Regions from separate parts of the Mus musculus genome. Here region 1 is linked to region 2. Evidence: chromatin contacts called from public HiChIP or PLAC-seq data. All regions are on one chromosome and are shown on one strand. The core of a region is the stretch at or near the end of the contact, and the rest is flanking DNA. Distances in the headings are between cores, read along the strand shown. Region 1 has its middle 15 kb from the start of Zfp810. Region 2 holds the start of Rgl3 (ral guanine nucleotide dissociation stimulator-like 3).

Region 1 (5,348 bases), core at 1,944-4,443, 330 kb before region 2:
ACCCACATGAGGTAGCTCACAACCTATCTCCAGCTCCAGGGGAATCGATCCTCAGGTATGCATAATTGAAAGTGGAAATTTTTATTTTTTTAAATATTTATTTATTTATTATATGTAAGTACACACCAGAAAAGAGGGCATCAGATCTCATTATGGATGGTTATGAGCCACCATGTGGTTGCTGGGATTTGAACTCAGGACCTCTGGAAGAGCAGTCACTGCTCTTAACCGCTGAGCCATCTCTCCAGCCCGAAAGTGGAAACTTTTAAAGTGAATGAGCAAAGCCTATAGACTTACTTGCTCTCCTCTATTCCGTTTTCTCACACAGTTGTATAATAATGTATTTTATTTTTTTGAGTAAAATATATAAGAAACTTTCATATTTTAAATGTTGAAAATTCTATATGGAATTATAGCACTTATTATTAATAATGCTTTTCTACACATTTAAAGTAGTTAAAGAGTAAAACTTGGTGAGAAATGTATCTTGGGCTGGCTCAGCAAGCCAAGGTGCCTGACGGCAACCCTAGCAACCTGAGTTTAATCTGTGGGACCAAGACAGTGGAAGAAGAGAACCCCTCTAGTTGTTCCCTGGCCTCCACACTTGCTCCTGAAGTAGAATATGGTAGAAAAGACCAATTATTAAAAAGTGATTTATTTAGTGATTCACTGTATTGGTTATTGTCAGACATAACTGGAAAGGGCCCAAAGCCTTTGTAAAAGGGAGACATGGAACGGAGTGGTGGTGGTACACACTTTCAATTCCACTACTTGTGAGGCATAGGAGGGCAGATCTCTGTGAGTTTGAGACTAGCCCAGTCTACAGAGCTTGTTGGAGGATAGACAGTCAAGGGCTACACAAAGAAACCCTGTCTAGAAGGAAAATCAAAACAACAAAAAAAGGGAAGAAAGAGTGGAAACTAAATGGGTCATTGCCCATAATAGCCTAACCGCAAAAGCTTACACCTGCCTGCTGTAACATGTGCCTTGAAGAATCACATGTAACCTTAACTAGTGGTTGTAGATTCTCCTCCAAAAACCATGGTTTCACCAGCACTTAGTAGTTAGCTAGGTTTCCAGTACAAGTGAAGGTATCCTTGTCAAAGAGTTGTGTGTACAATTACACAGCCATTGGTTGCCATCAAGGTATATGTGCCACTACTGCGCCCTCAGGATTCTTGCGCCATGTTAGCCATTGCTGTGGGTCATGGGCATACCTGGGTAAAACTGTTGGTTGCCTCCCTGTTTTGGAAGTTTGCATGGCACCTCCTGGTACTATGAATGCTGGTCTTCAGGAAGGGGACCTTGAGGTCAGTTCTAGCTCATAGACCACCACGCCCAGCTTGTATATAGCTTTTATGATATTGAGACATGTTCCATCTAGCCATACATTCTCTAGGATTCCTATCATAAAAGCATAATCCTTAACAACAATGGATAAATATTTGTCCTTATACCCTGTCCTAGTTAGGTTAGAGTTTATTTGCTTTGACGAGACACCATGACCGTGGCAAATTCTATAAAGGCAAACATTTGATTGGGGCTGGCTTAAATTTTCAGAGGTTCATTCCATTATCATCATGGCAGGAAGCAGAGGAGTGTACAGGCAAACCGTACTGAAGCAGCCAAGGGTTCCACATCTTGATCCAAAGGCGGGCATAAAGAAGAGGATCTTCAGGCAGCCAAGAGGATGCTCTCTTCTGTACTGGGTGGAACCTGAGCATAGGAGTCCTCAAAGCCCACACATACAATGACACACTTCCTCCAACAAGGCCACACCTTCTGATAGTGCCAATCTCATGTGCCAAGCATATTCAAACCACCACATTCCACTCCCAGACCCCCATAGGCGTGTTCAAACACATGAGTCTATGGGGGCCACCCTAGCCATAACATAACACAAAATACATTTAGTCCAATTCCAAATGTCCCGATAGTCTGTCAAAATCTCAACAATATTTAAAAGGCCAAAGATCAAAGTTTCTCCTGATACTCATGTGTAATCCTCTATAAAATCAAAATTAAAAGGCAGATCACGGCCTTCCAGCATCACAGGATGTACATTAGACTCCAATATCATAGTAAGGAAATGCTGGACCAAGGCCTGGCAGAAAACCATGTAGGTGAACTCCAAACTCTGCATCTCCATGTCCAATGCCAAACTGCTCTGCAGATTTCTAATACTTTCATCTTTGTTGACTGCAACAAACTTCTTTCTCTTGGGCTGGTTCCACTTCTTGTTAGCAGCTTTCCTTGGCAGGTATCCCATGACTTCGGCATCTTCATCACTATGGGGTATCCAAGGCAACTTTAACTATACAGTTTCTTGTCCAATATCTGGGACACATGATCTTCTGGGATTCTCCAAAGGGCTTGGGTTACTTTTCCAGCTCTGCCCACTGACGCACTCTGGGCTCTGGTAGACTCTATTGCACAGCTGCTGCTGTTCTTGGTAGTCATCCCATGGTACACTGGGGAATTCTGCTACAACTATGTTCCACCAGTACCCTCTTAGGCTCTCTTCAAGGTACTAAGCCTCAATTTCTTTGCATGACCCCCCATCAAGCCTTCAACTGCCTCTGAAGCTATACCTTCCCCAATGGCCTTCTCTGACCTCTCACGGTGCCGAGCCTCAGCTGCTCTCGGTGATCCCTCCATGCCTTCAAACCAGGATTACTTGGACGCTTCTTAGATATCACCAAGTCCAGGTGTGAGCACAGTGTCTATCTCTCTAACACAGCTGCTTTGTTTTCTCAAAAAAGCACGTCCCAAATTTTAGCTCAGTGGTTGTCTTAGTTAGGATTTCACTGCTGTGAACAGACACCATGATCAAGACAAGTCTTATAAAGAGAACATTTAATTGAGGCTTGCTTGCAGGTTCAAAGGTTCTGTCCATTGCCATCAAGGTGGGGGCATGGCAACATCCAGGCAGGCAAGGTACAGGAGGAGCTGAGAGTTCTACATCTTCATCTGAAGGCTGCTAGTGGAAGACTGATTTCCAAGAAGCTAGGATTGTTGGGCCCCATTTGGCCCTGGTTTGGGCCTTGAAGACAAACCCCAGCCTGGCTCGAGTTTCTGCAGCTTTGTGGGAGAGCCTAAGCCTGGCTCGAGTTTTGAGACCTGTCTCAGTCACTTCCATATCAAGATGACTCAGCAAGTCCTGTTTGGCCCTGCCTCTGCCCCACCACTGCTGATGTAGAGCTTTGCCATTGGCCCTGTCAGTCACTCCACACCCTCCATCACCCTTCCCTGCCTCCTAAGTCATCTTACCCCACCAAAAATCCTCCTCCCTATGTTCCAAATTTATATAAGTGAGAGGCTGATGCCATAACGTTGAGTTCCTGTTTTGACAAGATTCCTGGCTTGGTTGTGCTTCTTTTGGGCCGTCGACACTGGCCATCCTGCTCAGCCCTGGAGAGACCCTGGTGGGACTGGGACCTCTCTCCTCTTGCCTGGACCTGCCAGCAAGGAGCTGGCATAAGGTGATGGTCTTAAAGTCCACACCCACAGTACCGTACACACCTATTCCAAAAGACCCCCACTGTCTAATAGTGCCACTCCCTGGCATATACTTGGTGCTGGTCTCTTTTTAATCACTACTAATTTCTTAGCTCCAGCTAACCAGCACCAATTGTCACAGTAATTCCTCCTGCTCGTGACTCTAAAGCCAGAGCTCTGTGGCCAAACCTGCAAAGTTCTGCTACTTGCTGGGGCTGGAAGTGGCCCCCTTGTTCTAGACATCAGCTTTCTTGTTTCTAGCTCCTTCACTGCCTAAGCTTGATTGTTCTGGTATTTGCTGTGTAGACTGACCTTGAACTCAAAAGATCTGCATGACCATATCAGAAACACTATCACACGCAAAATCATAGATTTATCCAATGCAGTAATTATGGGTGATTTCAATACCTTACTCTCACCAATAGAAAGGTTGTCTAGAAAAAAAACAAATGCCGGGCAGTGGTGGTGCACGCCTTTAATCCCAGCATTTAGGAGGCAGGGGCAGGAGGATTTCTGAGTTCGAGGCCAGCCTGGTCTACAGGACAGCCAGGGCTCTACAGAGAAACCCTGTTTCGAAAAAGAAAGGAAGGAAGGAAGGAAGGAAGGAAGGAAGGAAGGAAGGAAGGAAGGAAGGAAGGAAGGAAGGAGAAAACAAACAAGCAGAGAAACCCTGGAATTAAATAACATCCTAAATCAAGTGGATCTAAGAGAGAGCTACAGAATCTTCTACCTTAACACTAAAGCACGGAGCAGTGTGAGGAAGCAGCGAGGACGACCCCCGGACGAAGCAAACCCGCGCGCCGCTGTATTCCGTGCTCAGCGCCGACGTCCCCTGCCGCCACCATGCCCAAAAGAAAGGCTGAAGGGGATGCTAAAGGAGACAAAACCAAGGTGAAGGACGAGCCACAGAGAAGATCTGCGAGGTTGTCTGCTAAACCTGCTCCTCCAAAGCCAGAGCCCAAACCTAAAAAGGCCCCTGCGAAGAAGGGAGAGAAGGTACCCAAGGGGAAGAAGGGGAAAGCTGACGCCGGGAAGGATGCGAATAATCCTGCAGAAAATGGAGATGCCAAAACAGACCAGGCACAGAAAGCTGAAGGTGCTGGAGATGCCAAGTGATGTGTGTACATTTTTGATAACTGTGTACTTCTGGTGACTGTACAGTTTGAAATACTATTTTTTATCAAGTTTTATAAAAATGCAGAATTTCGTTTTACTTTTTTTTTTTTTAAGCTATATTGTTAGCACACAGAACACTTCATTACTGGGTGGGGGAAGGATCATGTGTCAGTAACAAAATCTCTCCCAAGCTGGATTGAGGACAGAAAACCTCTTTCCCTGATAATTTTGGAAGGCTCCTGTTGGCTCCCAGGAGAGAGATCCTGGTCTTGACCTAGGTGGCCACCAAGGCACAACAATGCCTTGTGGTCTGGGAAAACTATAAATTCACTTTTATATCCTCTTCCCCCTGTACTATCAACATAGACTTAATTCCCTTAAAAACCAGAGACCTGTTGGAACCTGGCCCCCAAAATTGGTTTCCCAGTCCATTGAGTGATGGGGACTTTGCAGTGACTTCATTGAGTGTTCTCAGAAGAGCACTGGTTCCTTTTATAAAAGATTGTGGATCTTCAGATTGATAATTCTGCCTAAAAGTCAGGGTCGGCTTGTGAAAAGTTGTTAAAACAACATCCTTAATGTGAAATGTCAACCCTCACTCTAAGCTACTTCCCCCTTTTCAAAGCATTGAATGAAGACTTCATTGGGTTTTATAGTGGCTTTCTGATTTTGGTAGTCTATACAAGAAGGGAATTTGGAAGTTCTTGTATATTGTTGATTGTCTGCCCATGTCC
Region 2 (5,610 bases), core at 3,036-5,535:
TGGCAATCACATTGCTGTTGTGCCCGCTGCTCCTCTTATAGCCTGGATAGATATCAGGTGCCCTGTCTGTCCTCTAGAACCAGCTGCAGTATCTGGAGGAGTCTGCGATCAGAGATCGCAAGAAGCGCGAGCATTACATAACTGACTGCAAGAAGCGGGCAGAAGAGAAGAAACTTCAGACAGAGCGTATGGAGCGCAAGGTGTGCACATCTAAGGGTGTAGGGCTTTGCCAGCTCAAACCAGAGGGTCCCAGCCCTCACCTGGTACACACATCCTGACCTAGAGACTTCCCAACCATGCCAGTTGTCCTAACCCCAACCCCTCCCTTACTCTGCCCCCATTTGACCCAATGATTCCTCTCACAATCTCACCTCAGCCTCTTTCCTGGGATAGGCCGTGGCCTCCAGATCTGCCCTGGACTATCTGACCCTATACTCATCCTTCCCATTTAATTTAGGCCCTTTTGTTCTACATCTGAGTGGGGGGTCTAGCCCATCCCCTCCGGAGACTACTCCCTTCTACCATCCTGCCTTCTTACCCTGGTTCTGAAACCACCTATCTGACTCCTACCTGGACGCCTGTATCTAGTCCCAAGCCTTTGTCCTGTTCCCCACCATCTAAGCTAAGCGAGCTCCTCTCCTGGCCTCTGCCCCAAGGCCTTATCTAGAGCTGATTTTGACGGTGCCCTTGACTGTCCCCCACCCTCAAAGCAGACCCACCGAGACCACGTATTGCTGCAGTCAGAAGATACAATACAGGACCACCAGCGCCACAGGGAGGAGGAGCTGAGGCAGCGCTGGAGCATGTACCAGATGGAAGTGATGTTTGGCAAGGTCAAGGATGCCACTGGAGTAGCTGAATCGCATGTGAGTGCCTCGGGCTTGCACCAGGCAAGCAAAGGCTCCTCTCTGCTTAAAGGTGTCCTCTCCTGTCTGTTCCAGCTCCAGCTCCCGTAGAGCTGTCCACATTAGCCCTCGCTTACTTCCACTCCTCCCCTGAGCTGACTTCTTTGGTATGTCAGTCCTGGGTGTTTTATTTGTCAGGTTCTGTTTCTCAGACCATGGTGGAATCAGGGCCTGTTCTGTGCCCTACTTTTGGTAAGAGCGGCTTTGCTTTCCAAGACCTTGTGTGTCTCTGGTGCCTGTCCTGCTTCAGAACAGCACACACCCCCTGCCCCCAACCCACCCCAGTCAGTTTCTCCAGTTTAGGTTCTCTGCTGCTCCTCAAAGGGGTTAATCACCAGGAGGGCCAGGACTCTGACCTTTGTGATCAGCTGTCCAAGGTCCCTTTGCAGAAATGGGTCTAGAGCCGGTGAGATGGCTTGATGGGTAAACATGATTGCCCAAGCCTGGCAACCTGAGTGCCATCCCTGGGCCCCAAGCTGGAAAGTGAGCGCTTTCTGAAATCCACATGTGCACCTTGGCACATGCATATGCAAACGGCTGGGAGGGCTGATGGAGCTCTAGAGACACAATGTCTTTGCCCGATCTGAACTTGCTGGCACAGTCATTTTTGAATAGAGAATATTCACTGCTGTGCTGCCTTCCGCATGCAGATTTTAGCTGACTCAAATATAGGTGGGAAAGGGCATGGGGCAAAGTGCAGCCTTGGAGTAGTCGGGAGACTGACCCACACTATCCTCATACATTGTTGTGTGACAGAGAGAGGACCATAGTGTCCTCGGGGCCTCCCTTGTTCCAGGCTCTGACCAGGGATGTGTGGTCCGCAGGCGGTAGTGCGCAGGTTCCTGGCCCAGGATGAGACCTTCACACAGTTGGAGAATCTCAAGAAGGACAATGAACTGGCGTTGGCGAAGTTGAAGGAGGAGAAGCAGCGGCTCCAGAGGGAGCTGGAGAACCTCAAGTACTCGGGGGATGCTACGCTGGTGAGGTGAGGCTTCGGTGGCTGAGGGGAGGCTACGGGGACGCTGGAGTCAGCCATTGGCAGCTGCTGAACCTCCTGGCTCCCGGCAGCCAGCGGAGGCTCCACGAAGAGATGCAAAAGACATTCAAGAAGGAGGAGCAGCGTCACAATGATGTCCACGAGAGACTGGAGCACACCTCGCGAATCCTCCAGTTGGTCAAAGATTGCTTGGAGCATTTGGCCAACAAACTGAGTCACGTAAAACTGGTAGGCCCCGCCCTTTTAAATAACCCCCATTGATGCTCCGCCCCGGGGAGGCCCCACCCCAAGGAGCTCCACCCCAATGGACACTGTCCCTGGGAGGCCCCACTGCAGAACCTCTTCCACATTGAAAGCCCTAATCCATGCCTGGCAGCCCTGCCCATGTCCTCCCAGAGCGTCAGCGCAGTTGGCATAAAGATGCCACACAAGCCATAGGCTCCCAGCCCTGTCTCCTGCCCAGAATGCAAAGTTCCACACCATGCATCGCTGTCTTGGTCCTACATTCCGGGGGAAGTCCTCTTTTGCTCAGTCTCAAACTCTGACTCTAATGGGCAACCATCAGCCCAACTCAGGTGTCCCATGTCTATGGGGCGGTGCGGCCCTGGGTGAAGAAGGTCCCACTTTGTCCACAAGAGCTCCATTTCTTCAGAAAACCACCCTCACACTGGCCTAGGTCGTGTCATTAATCTCAAAGAGACCTCCATGTAGCTCAGATTCAAAGATTCCACCCTCAAGGCTAGGTTTTCATTTTAGAGGCCCTGCCCAGTAGTGGTAGACACGCACCTCAAAGCTATGAAAGCCCACTTGTTGGGTGAATCGTGTCCCCACCTAGGTGCACGGTATCTCTCAGCTAACTTGGCCCGTCCCCACCACAGGATGATACGGTATTGGCAGGAAAGAAGTTAGACCGGGACTCAGAGGACTACGCTTACAATCTGCTGGTAGTTGTCCAGGAAAAGCTGCTGAAACTGCAGGACCAACTGGAGAGCCAGGACGTGCCTGAGTTGCTGCGACACATAGCAGACCGAGAGGTTCACACACATCCTCCGCGGCCAGTGGGGACCAAGGCAGGGGGTGGGGGTGGGGGTGGGGGAGGGAGGGTCGAAAATCAGAGAGCAGACTGACATAGGAAACAGGTGCTGAATGGGCGTGAGCTTCATAACCAGAGTAGCGAAGCCTGGACTGGGTGGATCTCAGGTGGCAGGGCCTCCGAAACCAGGCAGCGAAGGGTGGGCAGTGATCTCCACCTAGAATCCGGTAGAAACTCAATGTAAGGTGCACGGAGGTGGAACAGAGCCTCACTGCCATCCCACATCTCTCTCCGGCCTCCCCCTACCCCCCCCCCCCGCAGTTCCTGGCCACGCTAGAAGGAAAGCTGCCCCTATACAACACCCGCATCCTTCTGCCCGTCGCCAGTGTCAAGGACAAGTTCTTTGGTCAGTGTGGGCCAAAGGGGGATGAATGGGAGGGGCGCGAGGTGGCCTTAAGTCAAGGCCAAGGAGGAGGTGCATGGTGTGGCGAAGGCTGGGAAGGGAAAAAGAAACGGTCCCTCACCCTCCCCATCACCCACCCCTGCCTCTCTCTGTAGATGAAGAGGAGAGTGAGGATGATGACCGTGATGTGGTGACCCGCGCTGCCTTCAAGCTCCGTTCCCAGAAGTTAATCGAAGCCCGCAGCAAGAAGCGCAATAGGTTGCGCAGATCTTAGACTCGCAGTCAAGTCCTATCGGATGCCTCCGGGACTCTAGGGAGCCCTCCGACCCTCTGGGTCCACCTACGGGTGGTGTGTGTCTGGGAGCCCCGGAGGCTCCTTCAAGGGCTTGGAGGAAGCTCAAGCAGGGAGCACCGCAGGCCAGCAGCGCCCGGAGGAGAGAAAAGGCCGAGCCAGAAGTTCCCACAGTAAATCTCTCGAGGCGGGTTGGTGCCCGCCTCGGAATCGCGCAATAAAGGTCACTGAACAACCCCCTGGGTATTCACCTCTTTTTGACCCTGCACCGCCCCCAAAAGGCTGCCCCCACAAAATGCAGGGCCACAGACACTTCGCGGCTTCTAGCCTGAGATGGCATGGCTTCCATCACCTATGGTACAGATTCAGTGTGCCCTCCTTCTCCTCCAGACATAGGAGACACCCTCGACACCTGGGATTGATCAACCCCAACCTAGTATAAAGCACTTCCCTCCCAGGGACACAGACCTGTTGTCGTGTCCCCTGCACCCATATGTCTGAGTGACAGATTGACCCGCACTTCTGGGAAGGAACGGGACTTCTAGGCTAGCCTGGGTGCGGGGATGGGGTCCGGCTGGGGACCTCTGGAATTGTGGGACCGCCTTGCCCAGCCCCGCCCCACGACTGGACGCTCGGCTGCCCCGCCCCACTGCCCGCTGGCCCTTCCGCTTCACTCAGCGGCGCCAGGGAGCAGGACGGGCACCGGGGCCATGGAGAGGACAGCGGGCAAAGAGCTGGCCCTGGTAAGAGGAAGCTGGGGATCCTCGGACCCCACGTCCCTAGTGTACCCCCAGATTCAGAAACTCCAGGCGACCGCCCCTCGTTTTCTAATCTTTCTGCAAAATGGATGTGCCTTGGAGTCCCCATTTGGGGATTCAGAGTTCCTGACCCCGTGAAGCGGCTAGTTTGGGGGATGGGGACGGGGGTCTGAGGAATCTCAGGAGGAGGTGACAGATTCTTTGTGACATTGGACTCTGGGATATCCCCAAATGATACTCCATCCACTCAAGACCTGGGAGAAGGGTATCCGTGGCGAAGACCTGGGATCCCACCCCGAGTCTTGAATACTCTGTTCGGGAAAGTGGGCCAAACATAAAGGCAGGGGGCTGAAGCCGGAGGGACTTCCCTGAGCCCGCCTCCACATCCAGGCGCCGCTGCAGGACTGGGGCGAGGAGACCGAGGATGGCGCCGTGTACAGCGTCTCCCTGCGGCGGCAGCGCAGCCAGCGCTCGACCCCAGAGAGGTCTGGAGAAGGCCAGGTGAGGAAGGGACTGAGGCGAGCAAGTGAGGGCGGACTCAGCTCAGGGGCCTGGGAGTTGGGAGGAGAGGGGGAAGCTGGAGAGCTGAGGGTGAGCCTCCCTAGAACTACGGGGCCAGGAGGAAGGGCGGAGCTAAGAGGCGACCAGGTGTGTGGAAAGGGCCTGGGGGCGGCCAGGTGACTTGGTTTGAATCCAGGAAACGGGGTGGGGCCAGGTGATAGCGCTCCCCCCAAAGGCGAAACTGACCGGCAGGGTGCAGGAAAGCAGAACGGAGGAGCGGCCAGGTGGTGATGGGTGGGACTCAGGCTTGGCCAGTGAAGCTTGGCTGCAAAACTGCCTGAAGCCTGGGGTGGCGGGGTGAGGAGGGCACAGAGGGAAGTGCTAGAGTAGTGGGGTGTCCTGCGGGGTTGATGTGAGCATTGCATGATTGGTGTATATTTAGGGAGTCTCGGAGTTTCAGAAAAGGACACAGTCACACCCCCCCAAAAAAAGTGCCAGAGATGGGTATAATTGGAAACAAGGTGCTTGGAACGCTCCTCACCTTATTTCATTCACTGCCCCACTCCCCCGCAGACCCCCATCCCGGCTACCGACACCTTCCTTCATTACCGAACCAGCAAGGTGCGGGCGCTGAGGGCCGCCCGACTGGAGCGGCTGGTGCATGAGTTGGTGTCCGGAGACCGCGAGCAGGATCCTGGCTTCGTGCCTGCCTTCCTGGCCA

Evidence for each region. HiChIP or PLAC-seq counts read pairs in DNA pulled down with a chosen protein or histone mark.
Region 1: an H3K4me3 HiChIP or PLAC-seq map of bone marrow-derived macrophages shows a contact between it and region 2, with 3 times the contacts expected there. The contact joins the enhancer-like site here to the promoter of Rgl3 in region 2. A contact is called at or near these places in 1 of 39 promoter capture datasets (pre-B cells), 3 of 484 Hi-C or Micro-C datasets (CD4 T cells, large pre-B cells and pro-B cells) and 1 of 115 datasets of contacts at active chromatin or transcription factors (bone marrow-derived macrophages).

Annotation. Positions count from the first base shown.
Region 1 is chr9:22,320,371-22,325,718 of GRCm38.p6, reverse strand. It overlaps the pseudogene Gm10182. Among named protein-coding and RNA genes, the nearest start is that of Zfp810, 15 kb to the right of the region's middle. Within about 2 kb of position 3,193, at least 36 of the 459 cell types and tissues checked have an H3K27ac peak or open chromatin away from gene starts, as enhancers often do. A contact at or near this core is called in bone marrow-derived macrophages, where this site is marked.
Region 2 is chr9:21,988,128-21,993,737 of GRCm38.p6, reverse strand. It overlaps Rgl3 (ral guanine nucleotide dissociation stimulator-like 3), which reads left to right and starts at 4,285. Exons shown (of 19, transcript NM_023622.4): 1 at 4,285-4,373; 2 at 4,779-4,889; 3 at 5,463-5,610. The coding sequence starts at 4,341. Ccdc151 (coiled-coil domain containing 151) reads left to right here. Exons shown (of 13, transcript NM_029939.3): 7 at 78-200; 8 at 714-866; 9 at 1,730-1,890; 10 at 1,974-2,130; 11 at 2,781-2,936; 12 at 3,257-3,341; 13 at 3,494-3,867. The coding sequence ends at 3,612. It overlaps Gm36414 (a long non-coding RNA gene), which reads right to left and starts at 4,242. Exons shown (of 2, transcript XR_379185.4): 1 at 4,099-4,242; 2 at 3,030-3,152.